Linked DNA regions of Mus musculus: region 2 is linked to region 1. Evidence: chromatin contacts called from public Hi-C data. All regions are on one chromosome and are shown on one strand. Each heading gives the region's core, a stretch centred on a gene start, on an enhancer-like site or on the middle of the called end of the contact. The rest is flanking DNA. Distances are from core to core; before and after follow the strand shown.

Region 1 (4,528 bases), core at 1,663-4,162:
TTTTACACTGTCAGCACTTAATTACTAAGGTTAGCATGCTGTTGGCAGCCTGACAGGATAGGTAGGCCCGAGGCCTCTGGCTTCTCCTGAGAGATGTGCAGAGTAGCCCGGGTGGAAACTGGCTTGGGCAGCTGTCAGATTTTCCCCACATGAAAGGGGCCCAGGTACCACCAGACATGGTTCATGAATTACGCCCAGCTTGCTTCCTGACAGCCATAGTGTCTGGCCAGCTTGCAGTCCATAAAGGAGTCTCAAGTTTCCTTGGTCAGCTCTAGTTTTAGGGTGATGTGGAGCCTAGTGCCCTAGGTCTTCGTCAGATTATCTGCTAAGTCTGCAGCTGTAGCCCCAGCCGATGGAGGGAATTCTACAGAGAGAATCTCAAAGAACCCTTAATGGAGCCATCTTTACTGCAGACAGATAGGCAGATCCTTAGACTCCTGGTCTGGCTGGCTGCCTAGCCTGGGGAGGGAAGAAGAGGTCGTAAAATTTGATGGGCTGATGGGGCTTGTAAGACAGATGGGCTGGGCGGGATGGACTGGGGAAGGTGAGGGGATGGGCCCCAGAGGTCATGACCCGAGCGGCTTTCAGACTTGTCCTGCGATCTGGGAATTAGACATGATAGCCACCCAGGAACCCTTTCCAGAGGAGACTCAAGAGACAAGCTGACCGCAGTGGCCAACATGGTAACAGTGAACTGGTGGGGAACGATCCATAAATGCTGTGTCTTAGGAGGTTGGAGGATGCCAAGGCGGGTAGGGAGAGACTGGGGTTGATTGCACCACCTATGATACAAAGTGTCCTTTTAGCTCTTAAGAAGCCTGGAATTGTGTGTTTGCAGCACACTTTGAATAGCAGAGTTTTGACAGTGGCCTGGGAATGGGCGCTGGCTCCAACCAGCTCTAAACCACCTGGAGACAGTGTTGATACTGTCTGGGTCAGAGGGGAATGCAGGAGTGTCGGAGGCCACTGATGGCTGCACTCAGCCATCTGGATGAGATGAAGTCCGTGTATGTGAGCTACTACTCCTCCAGTGACCATCTTTCTGCTCTTGGTCTGCTCTGTGCCAACCCAGTGTCTTTTCTACCGGAGTGGCTACAAGTTGCTGTCCAGGTTTTGGGCTCCAAATTGACCCTGGCTAGGTCTTTGGCTTGGGTATCCAAAGTTCCAGCAGACCAGACCACCCTGGTGGATAGTGAGAGCCCTTTCTTTTGGGTCCCTGATACCTTTTCTTTAAGACCTGGTTTCCATTTAGACTGATTGCATAGAAGCTGGAAGCCCAGAGGGGCTGCAGTTCTGGCTTAGACACCCCTGAAAAGGTTTGGCATATACAGGATCCAAACTGACTTTTTGACAACGGAGGGAATAGGAGTCAAAGTCGATGTGTTTGGAGGAGTGCTGAAGGGCAGAACTGCTGTTTTGCGTCAACCACAGAGCCTGGAGCGACTCTTGGGAGACTTTTGTCTGTATATGGTAAAGGAAGGGTTAACTTAAAAAACTATTATTGGGAAAAACACCTAGGACTGAGAAGATATAAGCCAAGTGCTTCACCCCTCAACCCAGAGAGAAGGCAAAAAGCAACCAAAGGCAAAGAGAAGGAGGGAGGCAAACTAGAGGATGAACCCATCTGTTGGTAAGCCCAGGCAGTGAAAACACGACTCAATTAATATGAATACAAGCTGTGCACCTAGATTGGGCAGATCTACCGCTACACGACCATCTTTCCCGTATAAGAGACCCCTTAGAACTTGTGGTTTCTCCAGGCCAGGTGCTTCTGCCCCGCTTTTCTCTTCCCCACCCCCATCGTCATCCTCTCCCTCTCTCTCCTTTTCTCCCAAAACCTTCAGCTCCACCTTCCCCTCTTTCTCTGCCCAATCACCGGCTCTAGCCTTTATTTTATACATTAAGGTGGGAAGAAGGTTTATAGGAAATCACCTGAGTGCTGACTCACTCCTTGTTATCAGCTCCTCACAGGAGAATGGAATTAACATCAAATATAATTAGCCCCAGGGCTATCCACAACACCCCTCAGCCGGGGACTATGAAGTCTAGGCCTAAGAGTTCCCTTCCCACGTAAGGTGCCCCTCACACCTACTGAGAACTTGGCAGAGGGAGGGAGGGAGAGGCCAGGTGTTAGAGATGGCAGGCTTTCAGTGAGGAGATCCATCAATTTCCTACCCATACATTCGGAAATACAGACAGAATTGATTTTTCCCCCCTCAGAGGAAAACAAAAGCAAAACCCAGACTTCGAGAATGAGGTGAAGTAGACTCATAGCCCACAGGGGACACAGCCTCAGGGCAGGAGCCGATCTCCGCAGTCTTCGGTTGTTTCTTAGAAGACTGAAAGAAAAGAGTTTTGCACATAACGCTACAAAGGCAGATGCAGGCTGGAGAGAGGGCAGGACAGTTGTCACTGGGGAAAAGGACCGGGAGGATCAGCTGTTCAAGGTCATCGTTGACCAGGTAGTGAACTCCGGGCCAGCCTAGGTTACAGGAGACTCTGTTTAAAAACAGAACAGGAGCTAGGTGGTGGTGGCGCACGCCTTTGATCCCAGCATTTGGGAGGCAGAGGCAGGCGGATTTCTGAGTTCGAGGCCAGCCTGGTCTACAAAGTGAGTTCCAGGACAGCCAGGGCTGCACAGAGAAACCCTGTCTCAAAACAAACAAACAAACAACCCCCCACCCCCCGGCAAAAAAACCCAAAAACAAAAAACAGGAAACAAAATGAAGGCTAACTGCCTGCAGAGAGGAACTGCAAGTTAGACCAGTGCTAGTCACTGCATCACTGAAAACGAGGAATGTCCTACAGTCATGTTGAAGGACATTGTGGCTCTTGTGCTCCCAGTACAGATGTGCCTGCCAGCACCTCCAGATGAGTCGTTAGGATGAGGCCCCACTGGAATGGGTGGGGCCCTAAGCTAGCATGGCTGGTCACCTCATAAAAAGGAGGAATTTGGGGACAGTCATCAGACAGGGAGAATGCCGTGTGGAGACAGAAGCAGGGATTGGACAAGGCGTCTCCAAGCTAAGGATAATAAAATTAGGGCAAACCCCAAGAGGCTTGTAGGCTCTTCCTTCCAGCCTCAAAAGGAATCTACCTTGCCCACACCTTGACCCTGGAATCTTGTCTTCAGGATGGTGAAGAAACACTGGGTTTTTGTGACCTAAGCCATTTGCTTTTCTTTCTCCAAGCACTTTTTGTAAACAAATTCACCTACATTTAGGACGCTAAACACATTTACTGAAAGACTGGATGAGTCTTTAAAAAAAAGAAAGAAAGAAAGAAAGGCTGGATTAATGGCTCGGTAGTCAGTGGGCTTGTCTTACAATATGGCACGCCTGAGCTCAAATCCCTGAATGCACCCAAATCCAGATGCAGTGAACCCAGGACTCTTACAAAACTAAAGATATGTATTATTTTATGTGTGTTTTGTCTATGTGTATGTCTGTGGGCCTGGTGTTCTTGGGAGACCAGAGGGCGTCAGATCCCCTGGAACCAGAGTTCTGGATGGTTATTAGCTCTTAGGTGGGTGCTAGAAACTGAGCCCTGCTCTTCTAGAAGAGCCCCCAGGGCCGTTAACCAGTGAGCCATGCCTTCAGCCCCAACCCATCACTTTTACCGAAAGATGGGAGGTGGAGACCGGGGAATCTTCAGAAGTTTGCAGGCCAGATGGTCTGGTGCAGGCAGACAGCAGCAAACAGGAGACCTTGTCTCAAACAAGGTGGAAGGCAAGGGGTGATAGTTGAGGTGTCCTCTGATGGCCACATGGGTGCCCACACTTACAAACATATGTGACCCTCCCCTGTTACACAGATAAAGGTTAAAAAACAAAACAAAACAAAACTGGAGTATGTATGTGTGGGGGATGTACTGTCATCTGGGGTAGAGAGTTCAAAACTGTTAGGCTAGCACTGTCCCTCATTCAGTATTTAAAGTCACCAAAGCAGGCCACCTTCACATACATCTCTGCACAGGGCTCCCACTCAAATGAAAGTCTGCTAGCTAGCGTTAACTAGCAGTTTCCCAGTCACGGTGCTGGTGTTGGGAAAGCATCTGTCAGTCAAGAGATTTTCCAGAAACCCAGTCTGCGCTGGGAAAAGAGCCGAGGGGAAAATAGATAGATAGATATGAGTATCTGTGAAGATGAGGAGATAAACGGGGATTTCTGTGCATCCCCGAATAATCTAGGTCCTTGCTTAAAGTCATACGACGTGTGTGTGTGTGTGTGTGTGTGTGTGTGTGTGTGTGTGTATGTGTGTGTGTGTGTGTGTGTGACACAGTGTAAGATGGACAGGTGGTCCTTTGTCCCTCTTAAGACAGGAAGTTGCCCACTCTTCACGTCTAAACTCCCCCACAGGGATCAGGAAACTCTAATAGGAGCTCTGCCCAGGGCATTGCCTTTTGGGGATGGGATCTGGCTTCTGGTTGTTTGAGTCTGTCCTGGTCAGGCTTGGTGTGGATGCTGGCTGATATTAACCCTGACTGGCTTATTTTTGTAAATCTAAAAGCTGCATGTGTATCGTGTGTG
Region 2 (4,479 bases), core at 1,861-4,360, 180 kb after region 1:
CCCCTGGCTGCCTCTTTGTACACAGGACCCTTATATAAGTTGGACCCTATAGGACTGGTGGGTTTGTTGCCAGCTTGTTTCAGAATTGGCCTGAGATCCATTGGGATTGTGTGCCAGCATCCTTTTGCTTTTTAAAGAGCAGTGTTTTGTGGTCCTGAGGGACTATTTTTCTGTCTGAACACAGAGTGACGGAGCTGGTTCCACCTTTGGGTTCTTCATTTAGGATGTTTAAATGGGTTTTTGGACAAAACTTTGGCTCAGTCCACTCAGCTCTTAGACATAAAGTGCCTTCATGTCCTGTATCCACTCAGGCCTACATGTGTAGCATTACTGCAGCCAGAGAGGGTGACATGGAAGTGGGTGGCCTATCCTGTATGCATCCCTCTACTGTGTGCCTGGAAATGCCTGAAGGTTGGAGATAGTTACCCAAGAGGAGGTGATATGATGTGAGCCTTTCATTTGTGGTGTGTCCTTGAATGTTTCAGCCAAGTAATGAAGGAGTGTGAGATTCAGACAGGCGACTAGAGGAAAGGCCAGACCAGTGACAGGTATATAGGGAGGGGGTCACAGACAGTGACATTGAGTGAATGTCAGGGTTTGCTAAGGCGGGAGACAGATATGTGAATGTGTTTAGAATGGGGAGGGGCTTCTCATTAGAGACAGTCCCCTGGAATAGAAGAGGAAGCCAATGTGGCCTGAGCATCAGGATCTGGAAGGAGGGGGGAATGACTTGGGAGTTGAGAAGGCAACTTTGGGAGGCTTTAAATCAGGGTGTGGCAAGACAGTCATTATGTCTAAAAGTATTTTGACGGAGGCACTAGGAACGGACAGTTTGAAGGACAGGAGAGAAGCAGGAAGGCTGTGAAGGTGATTCCTGAAGAGGTCCCAGCATGAAATAAAGGGGAATGAGTCTGGCCGTGCAGCTAGATCCGGCAAACAGGGTTGCACTTGACGCAGATGTTGGGAGTAAACCAGTGGGTGGGAGATGAGATACATGGAGGCAGAAGGGAAGTAAGAGCTGAAGACGATGCTCCCCCTTTTGTTCTCATTAGTGTTTGATGTTCTCAGCAGCCTTGCGTTTGGAGGGTATAGCTTACACAAACGTGTGCAGATTCCACGGAGCTTAGTTCATCTCATACTACATGTACCCATAGTGGCAGAATGCACTCTCACTCCAGAGCCCTTTTTGTGGCTCCTTATGCCTGCAGGTGTAAGCAGTGGCCAGCTCCACCAGACCCTCAGAATCTGCTCGGCACGGGGACTCTGTATTAGATGTTCTTTTACAGCTTCCATGATTTGCACCATTACTTCATCCACTGTTGATGAAAACAGAAGGAGGAAGAGATGGAAACTGCAGAAATATAACCAGACACCTGGGCTCCCTCTTTGGCTATCAGACTACTGAAAAGATGGATGCCCCACCTCCTCACCCCCAGGTTGGTATTTCTCCAGGAGCCCCCTGCTGGAAAGAGAAATGGCTGAAGTCCTGAGCTCAGCAAGAAGAGGACCTTGTTTCCACCATACGGGATGACTTTCTGGAGAGACTTAGAACTCAGACAACAGTGGGCAGGAGATCACCCTACTGGGTCTGTTCACTGATCCACATCTTTTTCTGCCTGTTTCTACCTTTCTCCTGTTTCAGGACATCAAAGACTGACTTGTGGGACTTGAATCTCTTTCCCCCTCTTCCTGGTGTTGCCACACTGAATACATCTCCTCTATCTACTTTTCTATATTAATTTAGCTCCTTTAATTGGCTTATTAAGGGAGATGGGCCAAATATGGCTTATTGGGGCACATCTGTGCTCCCTGAGCCTGGTAACACATCCAGTGTTCTCTTCACCCCCTCTCAGGACTCCCACCACTGTCAAGTCCGGGTCCTCCCTCATTATGGCCTTCTGTAAGATCTCACTCAGCTTGGGCCCTCAGGTAGCCTTTCACTACAAAGCATCACTCAACACGATTAAGTGGTTTTGTTTGATGGGCCACACTTCTCCAGTAGGCAGTACTCTGAAAGGATCAGACCTTTCTGGTCTGGTGCCCAGAGCAATAAAAGTTACTCCATGTGAACAAGAATGCTGTGGAATACTGTCCTCTGAGCAAGACATGGTCTGCCTTTGAATTGAGCTGGGCCCATCAGTGTTTTACCAGCGCAGAGGGGTTCACGAGGCCCCACTCCTCTCTGTGAATATCAGAAAATATAATCACCACTAGGAGAAATCTTTTCTTCAGTGGTATAGCCACTTGTAAGCTCTCCAAGGTTCTGGAAGTAACCCCTCCCCCGTGTTCTTGTAAGCAATCCCAATTAAACTTACTGAGTCATCAAACCAGACTTGGATGGGTACTCAGGCAGGTCCCAGGAAGAGTACACAGATGACATTCTGCCCCGGCATTTTCATAAGACAAATCTAATGAGTGAAGTAAACACGAGAGAAGGCACTGGCCCCAAGACCACAATCTTTATAGTGAGGGAGGTGAAGATATTTGAATAGCTTACAGCACCCTGGTGCACACCAGTCATCCCAGCAATGGGAGGCCTGAGGCAGGGTTACAGGTTCAAGATTATCCAAGGCTACATAGCAAGAGACCCTGTCTCAGAGGAGAGAAAGAAAATACCTTAATGAGAGGTAAGTTTCCCTGTTTCACTTGAAGCTGTAAAACAAATCCTCTACCATCACCCACTGAAACCAGCTTGTGCTCAGCATGGGCTCTCTCAGTGACTTCATTTTTTTCTGTCATTTTACAGCTATACTTCTGAAGAGTACCCCCTTCCATCAACCAATCATGTTCTCTCCTGACACCCATCCACCGCAGCAGCTGATCCTTTTGAGGTAGTCTGCCACTCCCCAAAGCAGAGACAGCTGACACTTTCCAGAATATCTCCCAGAAATCAAAGGCACCGCCCCCCAGTGGCTTTCTCTGCTTCTGAATCACCCTCCCTCACTGCCTAGGATTTCCTGACAATACAAGCTCGGACGCCCCTAATCCCTGGGGACATTCCCAGCAGGTATCTGTCTGCATCTGTTTTCTGCCCCGAAACCAAAACTCACTCATCTTCCATCTTCTGATGCCTCGGGCTCGACACACCCTGGAGACAGATGCTCAGGGTTTTGAGAAAGATTAAGAACGCAGAGTTCCTCTTGTGCGTGTAGTGAGCACCTGAAGAGACTAGTTAAGATATGACTTCTTTTTTAAAAAAAAAAAAAAGCTTGATCATGCTTTGAAGTCACAGAGTTGAGTTTTTGAGTTCCGTTTCGATGAGAGAAACAAGCACGTTTAAACGCTGATCTCTTCAGCCCTACGTTTATTTTTAAGTTTAAAAACCAAATGAGCCGTGAGTAAGGTGAAGAGCTAGGTAGATGTGTTAAATATGAGAATGGAGGCTGGGAAGACAGCCTAGTCGAGCAGGCAAGCTGCCTTCCATGCAGCTGTGAAGACCTGGACTGGATCCCCAGCACACACCTAAAGGCTGTGTAGGTGCATTTCTGCTGGGGAGGTACAGCCGTGTAGATTCCAGCAGCTCCCTGGACAATGGCCTAGGTCAAAAGGGGGTCCTCAGTTCCCAGTGAGAGACACTGTCTCAAGACACAAGATGGCCGAGTACTGAGGACTGACACCTGAGGTGGTCTTCTGGCCTCTGCATGCACAGGCACACACACAAACACATATGCACAATATACAAAAGCTGTGCGTGTGTGTGCGTGTGTGTGCGTGTGTGTGTGTGTGTGTGTGTGTGTGTGTGTGTGTGAAAGGCAGAGAGACAGAGTCAGAGAGACAGGCACAGGCACACACATATACACACACACACACACACACACACAGAGAGAGAGAGAGAGAGAACAAAAGCAGTAAGGATACACACAAGTGAAAAGACGCACTCTGGACTTACCAGCACGAGTCTAGATGTAGATTTACATAAATGACATCATTTCTTCGAGCACCTGTGTGACAGGGAAGGTCAAGGACAATTTTGGATGAGACAATCAACCTTGAGGACTGTGAGAACATCCTCTCTGCTTATTAGTCATCAATCCGTAATCAGTTGACGGGCATCTAGGCTGGCTCCATTTCCTGGCTATTGTGAATTGATCAGCAATCAAGCTGAGCGTGGAGGCATGCCTGTAGCAGGAGATGCAGTCCTGTGAGGAGTCTATTCCCAGGAGTGGTCCAGCCTGGTGATGTCAGAGGATACTGTTAACTTTCTGAGGTGCCTCCACATGAGTGTCCATCATGATTGCATTAGTCTATATTCTCCTAGCTGTGGATAAGGGTTCCTCTCTCTCAATAGCCTCACCAGCATCGAGTGTCATTTGTTCTTGGTGACAACCACTCTAAGTGGGTGACGTGCAGTCTCAATGTAATTTTATTTTTCATATTGGCAATGACTGTAAAGTGGAGAGTGTTCAATTTTTAAAAGAAATTCTGTATATAATCTAGATCTCTCTCATACACACACATACACACATATATAAACAGAAA

Evidence for each region. A called contact is a pair of places that touch in the nucleus more often than the background predicts.
Region 2: a contact with region 1 is called in a Hi-C map of the N1E-115 cell line, with 8 times the contacts expected there. The contact joins two enhancer-like sites. A contact is called at or near these places in 2 of 484 Hi-C or Micro-C datasets (the N1E-115 cell line and nephron progenitors) and 1 of 115 datasets of contacts at active chromatin or transcription factors (large pre-B cells).

What each region holds. Positions count from the first base shown.
Region 1 is chr13:51,953,244-51,957,771 of GRCm38.p6, forward strand. No RefSeq gene overlaps it. Among named protein-coding and RNA genes, the nearest start is that of Gadd45g, 110 kb to the left of the region's middle. Within about 2 kb of position 2,913, at least 13 of the 459 cell types and tissues checked have an H3K27ac peak or open chromatin away from gene starts, as enhancers often do. A contact at or near this core is called in the N1E-115 cell line, where this site is marked.
Region 2 is chr13:52,136,436-52,140,914 of GRCm38.p6, forward strand. No RefSeq gene overlaps it. Among named protein-coding and RNA genes, the nearest start is that of 4921525O09Rik, 42 kb to the left of the region's middle. Within about 2 kb of position 3,111, at least 28 of the 459 cell types and tissues checked have an H3K27ac peak or open chromatin away from gene starts, as enhancers often do. A contact at or near this core is called in the N1E-115 cell line, where this site is marked.